Regions from separate parts of the Mus musculus genome. Here regions 2, 3, 4 and 5 are each linked to region 1. Evidence: chromatin contacts called from public HiChIP or PLAC-seq and promoter capture Hi-C data. All regions are on one chromosome and are shown on one strand. Each heading gives the region's core, a stretch centred on a gene start, on an enhancer-like site or on the middle of the called end of the contact. The rest is flanking DNA. Distances are from core to core; before and after follow the strand shown.

Region 1 (2,764 bases), core at 94-2,593:
AGATACTTTATCTGATGAGCCATCTAGATTGCTCAAGCATGCTGCTTTTATTAACTTTCTGTCTTGAATTTTTTTTTGTGTGTGGGGGGTTCGAGACAGGGTTTCTCTGTGCAGTTCTGGCTGTCCTGGAACTCACTCTGTAGACCAGGCTGGCCTCGAACTCAGAAATCCGCCTGCCTCTGCCTTCCCAGTGCTGGGATTAAAGGCGTGCGCCACCACCGCCCGGCTTGTCTTGAATTTTTATGTCTGTGGATATTCAATGTCAGCCGAGGCCTGAAGAGGGCGAGCATTAGCTCCCCTGAGACTGGAGTGAAAGCGGGTTGTGAGCTGCTGGAAATTGACCACAGCTCCACAGCAGCCAGCGTTCTTTGGCGGTTGAGCCAACTCTCCAGTTTAGGTTTTATTGTTTTGTTTTGGTTACAGTGTTTCACTGTGTAACCTTGGCTGTCCGGAATTAAATAAATGTGATGGTTTTGTGCATAACTCCTGGCTCGCCTGTCCACCTTCAGTTCTTCTTCTTCTTCTTCCTCTTCTTCTTTTTTTTTTTAAGATTTATTTATTTATTTATTATATGTAAGTACACAGTAGCTGTCCTCAGATACTCCAGAAGAGGGCATCAGATTTCGTCATGGATGGTTGTGAGTCACCATGTGGATGCTGGGATTTGAACTCAGGACCTTCGGAAGAGCAGTAGGCGCTTTTAACCACTGAGCCATCTCACCAGCTCCCGCCTTCAGTCTTAAATCCGTATTAAAGTGTCTTTCATTGTAAGCATGGTGGCACACGCCTTTAATTTCAGTACCAGGGAGGCAGAGGCAGACATGGGCTTATCTTTGTGAGTCTGAGATTTAGCCAGGCTACAAAGTAAGGCCTTATCACACAAACAAACAAACAAACAAACCAGATCATTAATAACACAATACTGTGCCGCGCTAAACTAACAAGTTTTGAGATTGTTTTGAGCATCGCCAGGAATTCGGATTTAACCTGAGTCTAGGTCCCTAAAAATCTAGGGGAACTCCTCAGAATGCCGAGGGTGGCGGTGTGAAGCCGAATCTCTGTCCCGTCACCTCTGACACCTCCGAGGGAAGTTTAGAGGACGGACGAGCCAACAGTTCACCCGATTCAGCTCTGGGTTAGGAGAAGCCGATTACTTTTCGACCTTCTCAAGATGGCGGCCGTACAGTCCGCGTAAACCACTTTGGCCACTCCGGAGATGGCGGCTCCAAGAGGCCGCCCTCAGAGCAGGCCCCTAAAGTCTCGCGTTAGGTGAGACTGACGCGCCAGTTCTCGCGAGAGAGCGCTCAGGCCAGCTAGGCGTTGTGTGATCCGCAGCTGGCGCGGAAGCTTCAGGTGGCAAGCGATCGGTGAGCGGGCGTGGGACGGCAGGCAGGGGCCGGAGCGGGGGTCGGGGCTGGCGGAGGTTCAGGACGTGTGCCGGCCGCAGCCAGGGCCGGGTGTGCTAGCTGCCATAGCCCGAACAACGCGGGTTCGCGACCGCCTGAACCAGGCTGCCGGAAGTGCGCCTGGGGATTTTCTCCCCCGGTTTACCTTGCGGGGAAACTGAGGCTTGGGGGTGGCGCTTTTGGTTCCGCGACGCCCTGAGGCCGCGGTCTTCCTCTGCAGCTGCGGAAGATGTCGGACAGCGAAGACAGCAACTTCTCCGAGGAGGAGGACAGCGAGCGCAGCAGCGAGGCGGAGGAGGCCGAGGTCGGTGCCTGGGATTCTTAGGGGAGACGTTGCGCCTGGGGACAGGGACAGGGGCAGGGCAGAGAGGGCCCTGGGGGAGCCGGGGACTCGGAACGGCTGGGGGGGAGGGTGGTTCCAGATTGTCGGGAGAGATGGACGAGTGTGCAAGTCAGCGTGGAGCGCAGGGGCAGCGTCCAGAAGGTGGGGGTGCGCCAGGTCCACGGTTGGCTTTCATCTGATTTGTTTCTTTCGGTTTACTTTTTATCACTTGCGATGCTAGGATTGAGTTCAGGGCCCTGCTAGGTGGACAGCCCCAGCTCTTAGGATTCTTTCGTGTTTGTGTTTTTAGGTATCCCCAGTTGTTCCAGAAGTGTGTATGTATTGCCTACTGTGTGCCAGCCTGTACAAGTCTTTGTCCTTGGGCTCCTGCTAACAGATTTTAAAATGTAAATCGACAACTGATGGGTGAATGTGAATTTGCTACTGTGAATAAATATAGCCAGTAAATATGAGAGACTCCCAGGTTCAGCATCCTAGTGTGAAAATCCAGATGATTTTGTAACTTTTCTAGTCTTCTGTCGATGCTACGAATGGAAAATTCCACATATGACAGGTCAAAGTCAACACTAGTGCACTAAAAATACTGTGTTAAATGACTGTGCACAGTATATATGAAAGATATATGAATTTCATGTATTGTCCCGTTCCAAGGTACCTTATTGTGTATGTGCAAATAATCCAAAAATCCTCCAAGATCTGAAATATGTATACTTTGGATTTTATTTGTTTTGTTTTGTTTTCTTTTCTTTTTTTCTTTTTTGGTTTTTCGAGACAGGGTTTCTCTGTGTAGCCCTGGCTGTCCTGGAACTCACTCTGTAGATCAGGCTGGCCTTGAACTCAGATCTGCTTGCCTCTGCCTCCTGAGAGCTGCCTTTGTTTTTCCTTTACCTCCCAAGTGATGAGATTCCTGAGATGACAGCACGGACAGCCTAAAATAGGAAATCTCATCACATCTTGTCTCAAGCTGTGAATTAAGGATACGTGGCCTGAGATAACTCTTTCTAGTACTCTGGTG
Region 2 (2,764 bases), core at 157-2,656, 910 kb before region 1:
CTTCAGGCAGCAGGCATGAATAGGTGTGCATACATAGGCAAACATCATTATAGGGAAGAATTTAAACTGTAAAGAGGTAAGGTGCTAGAAGGTGGTTAGGGGTATTTGTTGTTCTAGTGGCTCAAACCCAAGGATGGCTTCCACAGACAGCAGCAGGCCTCCACAAACACACACACACACATTTAAAAATAAAGTTTTTCAGGTAATGGGAAGCACCAAGTATGTGCTGGAATGACACGCGTGGAGCCTGCATGACCAGTGCAGGCATTTCTGCAAATGGACATTAAGCAGGCATCCAAGGTGGCACATGGCCACCTTGATCCTTGAAGTAGCCACCTGTTCCTGCTGAGAGGTGGGCGCTCACTTTTGGAATATACAGGTGGGTGTTTTGTTTTGTGTGCACGTGCCTGGATGTGCACCTGTGGAAGTCCAAAGACGGTGTGCAGGCGTGAGTTCTCTTAGGTGGTTCCGGGTGATTAGATTCACCTCATTAACCTGGCAATTCTACACAATGAGCCACCTCACCAGCCTCCTTATTTTCTTGAGTCAGGTATATTGCTGGGTGGCACAGAACTCACTCTGTAAGGCCAGGCTGGCCTTGAACTCAACTTGCCTCTGCCTCCTGAGTGTTAGAATTAAAGGTGTGTGTCACCAAGCCCAGCACTCTTATGCTGTGTAGCCCAGGCTATGATAGAGTCTTCAATCCCCCTGCCCCAGTCTCCTGAGCAGTGGGCTTACAGTACCTAGCTTAGAACTAATGTTGATGTTCCCGAAAGTCACATGGTGAAGCCATATCCCAAATTGGAGGTCTTATATTCAGACATGGAGAGCCAAGACTAGAAGCAGGAAGCAGACCATCTCTGTACTGGGGCTCTCTCCCTGCCTATGCCTAGCTTCCAGCCCCGAGCCTTGCCGACTATGAGGTAAACTGCTGCTTAAGCACTAATCTGTTATGTTTAACAGCCCAAATTAAGACACCTGCCTTTACCCAAACAACGCAACACATTTCACCACCATGCACTCTGCCAAGCACCAGCCTAGGAATTCAACCCCACCACCCCAGGGTACAACTTTGCTGGTGCTTTTCAGCTGCCGCCAGGGCGCACTAGTCTGGCCACCAAATTCTTCAGACACTACTTATCTCAGCTCGGAGGAGCTGAGAACCAGACCTCGTTGCTCCCAGAATGCACTTTAACTTTGTTCAGTGTACGGAACGGCTTTCCGGAAGCAAGTACCCCCGCAAAGGGACCAACTGATGACTAGTCTCACCCCCTTTCTCCCAGACACCTACAGCCACTTCTAACCCCACTTCCCACTTAGGAAAGTCTGGGTGGAGCCGGGAGCGCCAGTGCAGTGAGTCAGGGCCAGGGAGCTGAGGGACAAAGGTCCGGAGGGTGAGGCTTCGCGGAATTCCTGAGATGGGCAGGTCGTGCAGTCCCACCCCCTGCCCTAGGCTCTGCCTAAAGTTTCCGGCCATCCAGACTGGTCACCGCCATGGAGTTTGACTTGGCCGCAGGTAAGTTCCCCGGGGAGTGGTGGATTTGCTGTGTAAGGGGCCAGACTCAGAGCCTGGGAATACTGAAGGGAAGCTACGTCGCCTACATAACCATGTAACTCCCCTCTCCTCCGCAGCCCTGGGCCCTGGTTCTAAGAAGCCAGAGGGGGCAGGCCATGTGGGAGACCCCAAACACTGTCCTCTTAAAGCGCCGGGCGGGCCAGAGGCAGGCGCTGCTCACAAGCCGAGGGTAAGTCACTTCATCACCGGCACCGAGTCCCGAGGGCCCGAGATGAGAACTGGCTTCCGTCCTTGGTCCTCGGCCACACATCAGCCTTCCAGTTTGGGTTGGAAGCTGCTCGAGTGGGTCCCTGTCCTCACTGTAACCACTCCCTCCCCAACCCCCATCTAGCGTGTCTCTGGCAGCTCCTCCGACTCCAGCAGCAGTAGCAGCTCCAGCGACTCAGAGGCAGAGGGGAAGGTAAGAGACGGTCCCTCTCCCAGTGTGTCCTCTCGCACCTCAGACCCAGGCCCCGCTGCGGTCAGGGTCACGTTAGGCTCCTTGCCGAGGTGAGTGGGGCGGGTCCAGTACAGCTTTCAACCGGGCCACCTCCTCTCCTACCCACCGTCCTTGGCTCTCCAGGAGTATGCCGCTGGCTGCAAGAAGCATGAACGCTCCTCAGACAAGGCCAAGAAACCCAAGGTGAAGAAGGAGAAGATGGAGAAGAAGGAGAAGAAGGAGAAGAAGGAGAAGGAGAAGAAGGAGAAGAAGGCCCCCCATTGACTTATTAAACTTGCAGCCCTTTCCGCTCCCCAGCGCCCTCTGCCGGTCAGAAGTGGAGGCTGCGCCGAGCCCATCAGGTTTATTGTTGCGGGTGTGCAGTAGGCGACATGAGCACCTTGGCTAGGAAGGAGGGCGCGGGCCTGGAGGGCGGGAGCCCTGGTCAAGCGAGATGAGTGTGGGAGCTGGAGGCCAGGCCGCAGCTCACCGTACAAGGTGGAAGGTGAGCCAGTACATGAGTACCGGCTGCGCAGCTGCCACTGCCATAGTCAGGTACATGCGCAGCTGGTTCCGCGCCCCACGCACTGGCACTCCTTCGGCCGCTGCCTGGGCCAGGATCTTGAGCCGCAGTGTCCGGATCTGGGTGGTAAGGGTAAAGTGGGGGTCCCGTAAGTGCCAGGCAGCTCGGGATGAGTCCCTGCCCCTCTGTGGCCTCCAGTTTGTGTTCCTAGAAGGGTCTTTTGAATAGCTACCTCCCCCAAGCCCTG
Region 3 (2,764 bases), core at 178-2,677, 660 kb after region 1:
TATCCAGAGTCTCAAGCCATTTAGGATCACCAAACTGGAAAGACCCAGGATTCTACCCCCTGACGTTTATAGTTCTTGGACAAGCCACTGACGTTATACAGGACTCACCTTCTGCATTCTATACATAGAAAGGCAGCATTCTAAAAACATGGTGCTGAGGATAAGTTAGAAAAATATATAGGCAGGTAGAGAAACGGCCTTCCTGCCAGGGTTGTTTCCTTCCTTAGAGAAAGGTTAGAAGGACAAATGCCTAGGCAAAATGTTAAGATGAGAGGACCCATAAGTCTTATAAAATGCTAAACACAGAGCCCTTGTAACGACTCCCAACTCAGCGATTGTCAGCTTGCCTCAATAAAGCTCCACACACGCACACCTTTGTCCCTCTCAGTCAGTTCTTTGCCTGTCCCACAAATAAACTCAACCAGAATCTTAGTTACCGTAGGGGGCAAAGATGGGTCAGCTCTAAAGGGCATATGCTGCTTTTGCGGAGAACCTGAATTTGGGTCCCCAGCACCCACATGGGGTGGCTCACAACCGCCTGTGACTGAAGTTTCCAGGAGATCCAACGCCCTCTTTGGGTGCGTGCACGCACGCACGCGCGCGCGCACACACACACACACACAATTTAAAAATACGATCACTGACAGTGTTTGTTTTTCAATTTTTCAATTTCTTTTAAACTGCCCTTGACTCTTGCTTTGCCATTTATAATTTAGCAATCTTGAACAAAGTGAGTTTGTTTCTCTGAGTCACCTGTAAATGAGGCTCTTCGTGAAGATTTAATGACATCATCTGAGCAAAGCCCCCACCCCCGGAAACCCCTCCTTTCAGCCCCCTCTCTCCAAACTGAAGCTCATTATAGGAGGCAGAAGAGTATAGACAAGTTCTTACTGCAGATGCCAGTGATCCCATAGCTGGTGAGGCAAGCAAATCTGGCTATGAAATCTTCGAGACAGTACACTTCGCCCTCCAGCCTGCTCCTGCCCAAAGAGGCAGCACAAGTCTGTGCGTTAACTTGCTCCAGTCACCCATTGCTCTCTGAAGCAGGTGGTTCAAGGAGCGCAATGGTCCACGAACGAACTACATTTCCCAGCATGCACTTCCAGCCAGGGACCCTAGAGACTATCCTGCGAACCTTGTCCGAACCGCTTTAGGAGTATCGGTCCGTAATCTCCATTCATTCAGCTCCTATGTTTCCCTTGGCTAAATGAGTCAGTTACCGTGAACTCCAACATGAACGGGTCTCCTGCAGGGCTTGTAGAAAGCGTTGGTTCATTCGCCCTGATAGGAGATAGGGCCTAAGGACCAGGGCTCATGTAGCCTGGGACGAACCCAAGGCCTCGCAGCTTGGGACTACAACTCCCAGGCGGCATCGCGGCGGCAGCATAAACACGTCACTGGACACCGCCAAGAGCCCCGGCGGGGAGAGGGACTTAGGGGGCCGACCAGGAGCCGGCTGAGGAGGATGGGGGCCGCCCACGCGTTCCTCGCGTGAGGAGGCCGAGGGGCGCGCCACCCCATCCCGGGGCGGCCGCCCCCGGGGCGCCGCCATCCCTGCCCGGCCCTGCGGTCGTGGCTGAGGATGCGGAGCCGGGGGCCGCCGGTGGAGCTGCGCGGGGTGAGAGGCGCGGGGAGGGGCGGCCGCTTGCTGCCCTCGGCCTCGGCCTCCGCCGGCGGGCCCCGCTCGACCCGGCCCTCCCTGCGCCCTGACATCGTTGGGGACAGGTGAACCTAACGCCTCTCCTGCACAGCCAAATCCGAGGGATCGGTCCTATCGTTTGAAAAAGGTGTTTTTTAGGTTTTTGGGGTTTTTTTTCTTTTTAATTCCTTCGCTCCAGCGGAGGCCCCTCCCCCAGCTATGGTCCCCAGGAGCCCCCCGGGGTCCGCAGGGACTGTCTCCCATCCCGGCCTCCCGGCCCCGCGCTCAGCATTCCGCGGGCAGCCTGCGTGAAGCGGCCTCCCGCAGCCCCCGGCCCCTCCCCCATGGAGGAGGAGGAGGGGGCGGCGGCCAGAGAGTGGGGCGCGACCCCCGCGGGGCCAGTGTGGACCGCCGTGTTCGACTACGAGGCGGTGGGCGACGAGGAGCTGACCCTGCGGAGAGGCGACCGCGTCCAGGTGCTTTCCCAGGACTGTGCGGTGTCTGGAGATGAGGGCTGGTGGACAGGGCAGCTGCCCAGCGGCCGTGTGGGCGTCTTCCCCAGCAACTACGTGGCCCCCGCTGCACCCGCCGCACCCTCAGACCTCCAGCTGCCACAGGAGATCCCCTTCCACGAGCTGCAGCTGGAGGAGATCATCGGTGTCGGGGGCTTTGGCAAAGTCTATCGCGCCGTATGGCGTGGAGAGGAAGTAGCGGTCAAGGCCGCTCGGCTGGACCCTGAACGGGACCCGGCAGTGACAGCGGAGCAGGTCCGCCAGGAGGCCCGGCTCTTTGGAGCCCTGCAGCACCCCAACATCATTGCCCTGAGGGGCGCCTGCCTCAGCCCCCCAAACCTCTGCCTGGTGATGGAATATGCTCGGGGAGGTGCATTGAGCAGGGTACTGGCAGGTCGCCGGGTCCCCCCTCATGTGCTGGTCAACTGGGCTGTGCAGGTGGCTCGGGGCATGAACTATCTACACAATGATGCCCCTGTGCCCATCATTCACCGGGACCTCAAGTCCATCAACAGTAAGTGGTATCCTCTCTCCCAAAACTCTTCCGCTGAATCTTATGAGGCCAAGCCCAGATCGTTGGAAAGGGCAATGGACAGCAGATGGCACTGCATGG
Region 4 (2,764 bases), core at 120-2,619, 610 kb after region 1:
TCTGCTCTATGGTATATTCACCTTCCTTGTTTTTGAAATAGGTTCTCACTGTGTAGGCCAGCTGGCCTGAAACGTGTTATGGGGATCAAGCTGCTACAGAATTCACATTGCCCTTCCTGCTTCTTTCTGCCTCGTTGTACCCCACAAAGCCTAGCTTTTCTGTTTGAGTGGCTTTCTTAAACATCCACCAGCAATCGCATTGTTTCTCACACTCCCTTGTCCTGCAGAACACTGAGTGGAATGAACCCAAGATGGCCTCACAGAGCAACAACTAAAGCACACCAGGCCCTTAGGATATGGCGGCACTGCACTAACAGGCTTCACCACAGGCATCCTAAGGTTCCTGACAGGCCTGGAGAGCCTGAGGGGACAGAACCAAGACTCCAACCCAGATGGAGGGGAGGGGAGGGGAGGGGGAGAGAGCCTACCACTTTCCCAATCTCAAAATCTACTAGAAAACAAAAACCTCCACTCTTCCGCTGCTTTGAAATGAAGACCTGTAAGAAGATCTAAGGCCATCTGACGTGTGACACCATCCAAATAGAAATCGATTTAGCACATCGGAGTTTGAAAGCCCTTTTGTTAACCTCTGTCGGTTCCTATCTATAACATGGTCGGTGAGGTGGGGGGAGTGATTGTAGACAGAAGATGTCAAGGGTCATTGAAACGATAATGTGAATACTAACTGGAAAGGGGAGGGACAATGTAAGGGACACAATGATGGCGGTATCAATTTACACGTTCCTTCTTCATTTACTGACAATTCCATATTCTAAACATAAAACCCTCATTTCTCGCACAGAGAGAAAGCGCAAACTCGCCCTTGAGCCTTCGGTGGGTAGCAACAACGATCTCACGCTCCTCCAGCCCTCCTTTTGAATAATGGCCTGCGCAGGGAGCCTGAGTAAGCCTAGATTACATCTGAGTAAGCCTAGATTACATTTGAGAGCATCCCCAGTGAGCATTTCCCCTCTCTTCCCTCGACACTCACACGGCTAGAGCTCTGAGAAAAGGCCAGTAGGCCACCCTCGGAGGCACTTTCGGCCTCAAATGCTCGTCACAAAGCTCAATCTGAACCACAGGGAAAGCTTCCCTTCAGACTCCGCCCCTCACCTCTCCTCAGTGAAGCTTGGTCCTCTGCTGGTGGCCGCGAGAGAAAGCGACAAGCACGGTGATAATGCAAATAGCTCAAGGTGCGTACGCAGAGACGCGCGCGCGCACACACAGCACCGTCCCTAAACACTCACACACGCATCAACATCCATCCACCCCACCGTCCACACCCACACCCGGACTCCCGGCCTTACTCTGCAGAGACCGAAGACACAAAGCAATTCCCTACTCAGACCAGAAAGACCCGACCGTCCGCTATAGCGCCGCCAGGGCACCGGAAGTTGCTTTACTTCCGCCGCGGTAGCCCCTGGGAAATGTAGTGCCGAGTGCTCAACTCGATGAAGCCTAGCGGTCTGTAGTTCAGAGAGATCACTGCACACAACTTAGGCCAGGCCATCTGAGAGCTATGCCAGTGGTTTGTGGGAGACGTCGTGTTCTGTCTCCCAGACCCCCCACCCCACCCCCGGACAGAATAGGAAGCGTGATCAAATCCGGATATAACTGGCGTGGTTACACTTTGCACCAAGAGGGATTCCACCTGCTGTGCTCTAGTAGGGACTATGGTAGATTGGAAGACACTGAACTAAAGAATTGGTTGGTTTTAAACGTGGTAGTTTATATCAGCGATTTCAGACAGCCAGATGTTCAGAGAGTCAGTGTCCCTGTTATCTAGATAGGAAAACGTGAGTGAGGACTAGTTGGATAAATATCAACAGAACTGCGCCCATTTTGAAAGGTGAATGACTAGCATGTGGAAGTATCTAAACAACCACCGACGTATGTAAACAACCACCGACGTATGCCTTGTTTATGTAGGGAAAACGTACTTAGTGTAACATGACATTGAAAGATCCTGACAGAATGTAAAAGGTCACACAAGCCCTGAAATTGGCAAGATAGATGTCACTGTTAGCAGAACTAGCTTCACTGATTTAGAAAAATAGAGGTGCACAATGCTCTGGCCACTCCTTGAACCCGTGTGTCTGCCAATGTTTTGACCGTTCCTTGAACCCATGTGTGTGCCCACTGATGAAGCCCATTGCCAGGTGTTTGTGATATTGGTTGCTGAAAAAGAGTCAGAAAATCTCCCCAGCAACAACAGCCCGGCCAATCTAGAGTTCCTACACCTGCACCAGACTCTTCCCTTGGACCCCTCCCATACCCATTTCTTGAGAATAAACATTGTTTAGATCTGGAAATCCCCTACTTCCCCCTTCTCCTTCCCCCCCTGAGGGCCTATAAAAACTGGGACCTCTTTCCCCTTGGGGTCGACTCCTCTACCCCTGCGTGGGATATGAGTCGTCCCCAGAGCTCTGGCTTTCCCCGAATAAAGCCTCATGTGGTTTGCATCAAGCTTGGTCTCTTGTGAGTTCTTGGGTGTCCGCTATTGTCCTGAGGCCTGAGCAAGGGGCTCCTCTCGGAGTCTTTCAACATGAGCTTTCAAAACCACATTTATTTATTATTTATATTTACACATATTTTTCCAGAACATGAGAGAAAACTAGTGTCAAGGTTAATGATAATCCTATTAGGACCACTAAACATATTAGACGCTTTGTAAATGATCTAAACGCCTACAGTATAGACAGATTAGATTTGAAATAAGTCAGTCTCAACCAGATGTTAACTACAGAAAATACGTTGATAAATA
Region 5 (2,764 bases), core at 114-2,613, 530 kb before region 1:
TTCAAAGACCCACCTTGAAGCCTTCCTCTGTGGCGATGAGGAGCACTTCAAAGGGCTGCCCACGCTCGAAGGGGATGCCGGTGCCTCGCTCCTCACGGCCCCATTTGCCTTGTTCTTTGGTGTTGAAGACAACCTCGGAAGTGTCCAGCCTCGGGTTAAAGTGCAAGGCGGCATCTGCTCCTTGCTCCTCACCGCATAGCAGGTTTACATGGAACCTTCGGGGACAGTAAGCCTCAAAGATCAGCAACCACCATGTGCAAGTTATGTGGTTCCACCGGCACACCCACACCCATAGGGAGTCCCTGTGTTTGTAGCCAGGATCCCCCTCATTTCCAGAGCCTGGAGCTGTCCTAGGTTGTGGGATGGCCTGCTGTGCCTGAGTGGGGTTCAGGGAATCGCACTCCAGATAAGCAGAGTTAATAGCAAGGGACCCCACTATTCCAGGTTATCAATATTCCCACAAAGCCCAAGGTCTCAATTTTAGTAGGTCATGGACTTGATGACCGGGTACCCTGGGCATCCAGGGTAGCTTCAAGATCCAAGAGAGATTTTCATTGTCCTGGAAAACTGGACATGGAGATCGTAGGACTAACCAGGGATTCTTATTATTGTTCTAGAAGCCTACATTTTTAGGGAGACTTGGGCACACCCACCCACAAGTCTTGGGGAACATCAGTGAAAATATCCAAATTAAGCTAGCAATAGGGACTCCAAGACTCCACATGGCAAACAAGGTTCCAGGGACACCATATGTGGGCTCTAAGAACCAGGGTTCAACTGAGCCAGGAGATGCCCCACCCACCCTTTCCCCTGGAACCTGGGATATCACCTGCCAGCCTGGTCAGGGACCATGCCTCGAATTCTCATGACAGTGCCCACGCGGACGCCCTGAGGCAGGGAGGTCTTGTGCTGGGTAGCCTGTAAGAATTGGGTGGGGCAAGAATGAGAACCAGGGAGACAAAGAAACAGACTGGTCAGCCCCAGCTAGGAACTCCAGGGACCAGGCAGAAACCAAGAGGGATGCAGATTAACGGAGAGGCAGAGACAGGCACACAGACCTGACAGAGACAATGCAGTTAGAAGAAAGCAAAGCCAGCTGGGAGACAACCTATCAGGACGTGCTGGTGAAACCCAAGAGATAGCAGCCAGCTCTCCTGATACCCGTTTTTTGCTTTGAAGGGGAGGTTTAAGCTAGTCCCAGCTTCCAGACTTGGCCTTGTCCCAAAGCCCCGTTTCCCCAGCTTGGGCCCCAGTATACTTACAGACATGGCGGGCACAGCAATACAGCAACAATGTGGCCAGTCGCTGTGGGAGGGGACCTTAAGTAAAGGCAAGGTAGTGGTTCAGCTCCTCCCTTTCCATCCAACGCCCACAGCTGGCACAGACCCCTGCCCTAAGGCAAAGCTGTCAAGGCCGGGCGAGTCTCCTCCTGCCCTGCCCCCACACACCAGCTCCCTCTCCCCTTTTCCTAGGCTTAGAGATAGGGACAACCTTTAATACCAAGACTGGGGAGGTTTGCCCTGTGCTCTTCTCACCTCCCCTTTCATACCCCTACCGCCCTGTCAGACACTGGACTCCCCTGGAGATCTAGTGGATCCAGAAAGGCTGCGCAAGCATCAGCCTCCACCCTTTCTGAAAGGAGCCTCTTCCCTGGAGCGCAGGCTGCTCTGCTTTGTCCTGGCCACCTCTGCTTCTGCCGTCAAAGACAGGCATAATAACTCAATGGGGTCCCCAGGAAACCCGCTATTCCTTTTTATCCTATGCTGTGCCCCCACCCTACCCCCCAGGTTACCAAGAGTGTGTTGGCACGTTTGAAGTGGTCAGTAATGGAGTGGCCAGTAACGGAGGGTCAAATAATGAAGTTTCACTAACAGTGGCCAGGCTGCTGAGACCTCTGGGTGTCCAGATGTGTGTCTGAACCTTACCAGGATATGTGGAGTATATCGAGCCACTGTACTGACGTACAGGAAACAGTGCTCATGGGAACAATTTGCCCAAAGATCAAGATCAGCGCTCTGCTCTCTCGCTCTCTCTCTCTCTCTCTCTCTCTCTCCCTCTCTCTTCTCAGTGGTTCCTACTTTTCTTCTTCAGGTCTCTATCAGCTCCTCCTTGGAACTGAGCCCACCTTCCCATCCAATGAGAGTGTGATGGAATATGGGTTGGTGGGTGTCCCGGGCTGCCAGTCACCACCCAGATCAAATGAAACACATTGGGGAAACTTCCAATAGCCTGAGTTTTAGTCTCCCTAGACCAGCACTCTAGAGAAATAGAGAAAGTGTGTGTGTGTGTGTGTGTGTGTGTGTATGTGTGTGTGGGTGTGTGTAGGGGTGACTCATAAAGAATGAAAGAGAAATTTCTGGAAGGCAGGCAAAGGGAGGGTGGGAGCGCTGAGCAGTTACCACTCCTAACAGCCCAGCAGCCTTCCTGAAAGATCTTTCCCATCCCTATCCCCACCACCCTACTCCTGCCCCACCCAGCAGGTGGCAGAGCCGGAGGCCAGATGCATGCTGGGAGTGGAAAGTTGCCTTGGAGATTAGGAACTTGCTACCTCTCCTGCTTCTCTGTCCCAGTTTCCCATATTCAGACCCCCCCCCCACGCCCGCAACACACACAACCCTAGAATACACATCAAGGAATCCCGTGAGGTGGCCCAGAGAGGGCACAGAAGATGCCAGAGAAACGTGGGCGCTGCGATGCTGGGGGAGGAGCCCTGGAGAAGACAGGCTGGAGATGGACCTGATTGCTCCACCTGGAAACCAGCGCG

What was found. Promoter capture Hi-C pulls out the DNA fragments that hold promoters and counts their contacts. HiChIP or PLAC-seq counts read pairs in DNA pulled down with a chosen protein or histone mark. Capture Hi-C pulls out chosen DNA fragments and counts their contacts.
Region 2: an HNF4G HiChIP or PLAC-seq map of pancreatic cancer cells shows a contact between it and region 1. The contact joins the promoter of 2200002D01Rik here to the promoter of Supt5 in region 1. A contact is called at or near these places in 2 of 39 promoter capture datasets (embryonic stem cells and liver), 1 of 115 datasets of contacts at active chromatin or transcription factors (pancreatic cancer cells) and 2 of 9 other capture datasets (adipose tissue and liver).
Region 3: a promoter capture Hi-C map of the HPC-7 cell line shows a contact between it and region 1. The contact joins the promoter of Map3k10 here to the promoter of Supt5 in region 1. A contact is called at or near these places in 4 of 39 promoter capture datasets (the C10 cell line, the HPC-7 cell line, cranial neural crest and 1 more) and 3 of 115 datasets of contacts at active chromatin or transcription factors (astrocytes, large pre-B cells and trophoblast stem cells).
Region 4: a promoter capture Hi-C map of pre-B cells shows a contact between it and region 1. The contact joins the promoter of Zfp60 here to the promoter of Supt5 in region 1. A contact is called at or near these places in 3 of 39 promoter capture datasets (hippocampal neurons, liver and pre-B cells).
Region 5: a promoter capture Hi-C map of liver shows a contact between it and region 1, with 2.8 times the contacts expected there. The contact joins the promoter of Lgals7 here to the promoter of Supt5 in region 1. A contact is called at or near these places in 1 of 115 datasets of contacts at active chromatin or transcription factors (large pre-B cells) and 1 of 9 other capture datasets (liver).

The regions. Positions count from the first base shown.
Region 1 is chr7:28,337,298-28,340,061 of GRCm38.p6, reverse strand. Supt5 (suppressor of Ty 5, DSIF elongation factor subunit) reads left to right here and starts at 1,343. Exons shown (of 30, transcript NM_013676.1): 1 at 1,343-1,367; 2 at 1,627-1,710. The coding sequence starts at 1,636.
Region 2 is chr7:29,247,109-29,249,872 of GRCm38.p6, reverse strand. 2200002D01Rik (RIKEN cDNA 2200002D01 gene) reads left to right here and starts at 1,406. Exons shown (of 4, transcript NM_028179.1): 1 at 1,406-1,516; 2 at 1,633-1,745; 3 at 1,908-1,976; 4 at 2,139-2,352. The coding sequence starts at 1,495. The coding sequence ends at 2,279. Yif1b (Yip1 interacting factor homolog B (S. cerevisiae)) reads right to left here. Exons shown (of 8, transcript NM_001110201.1): 8 at 2,341-2,636. The coding sequence ends at 2,481.
Region 3 is chr7:27,673,244-27,676,007 of GRCm38.p6, reverse strand. It overlaps Map3k10 (mitogen-activated protein kinase kinase kinase 10), which reads left to right and starts at 1,427. Exons shown (of 10, transcript NM_001290528.1): 1 at 1,427-2,665. The coding sequence starts at 1,984. It also overlaps a transcript of Zfp607b not described here.
Region 4 is chr7:27,730,014-27,732,777 of GRCm38.p6, reverse strand. Zfp60 (zinc finger protein 60) reads right to left here and starts at 1,369. Exons shown (of 5, transcript NM_029531.2): 1 at 1,308-1,369.
Region 5 is chr7:28,862,985-28,865,748 of GRCm38.p6, reverse strand. Lgals7 (lectin, galactose binding, soluble 7) reads right to left here and starts at 1,363. Exons shown (of 4, transcript NM_008496.4): 1 at 1,263-1,363; 2 at 830-918; 3 at 14-215. The coding sequence starts at 1,268.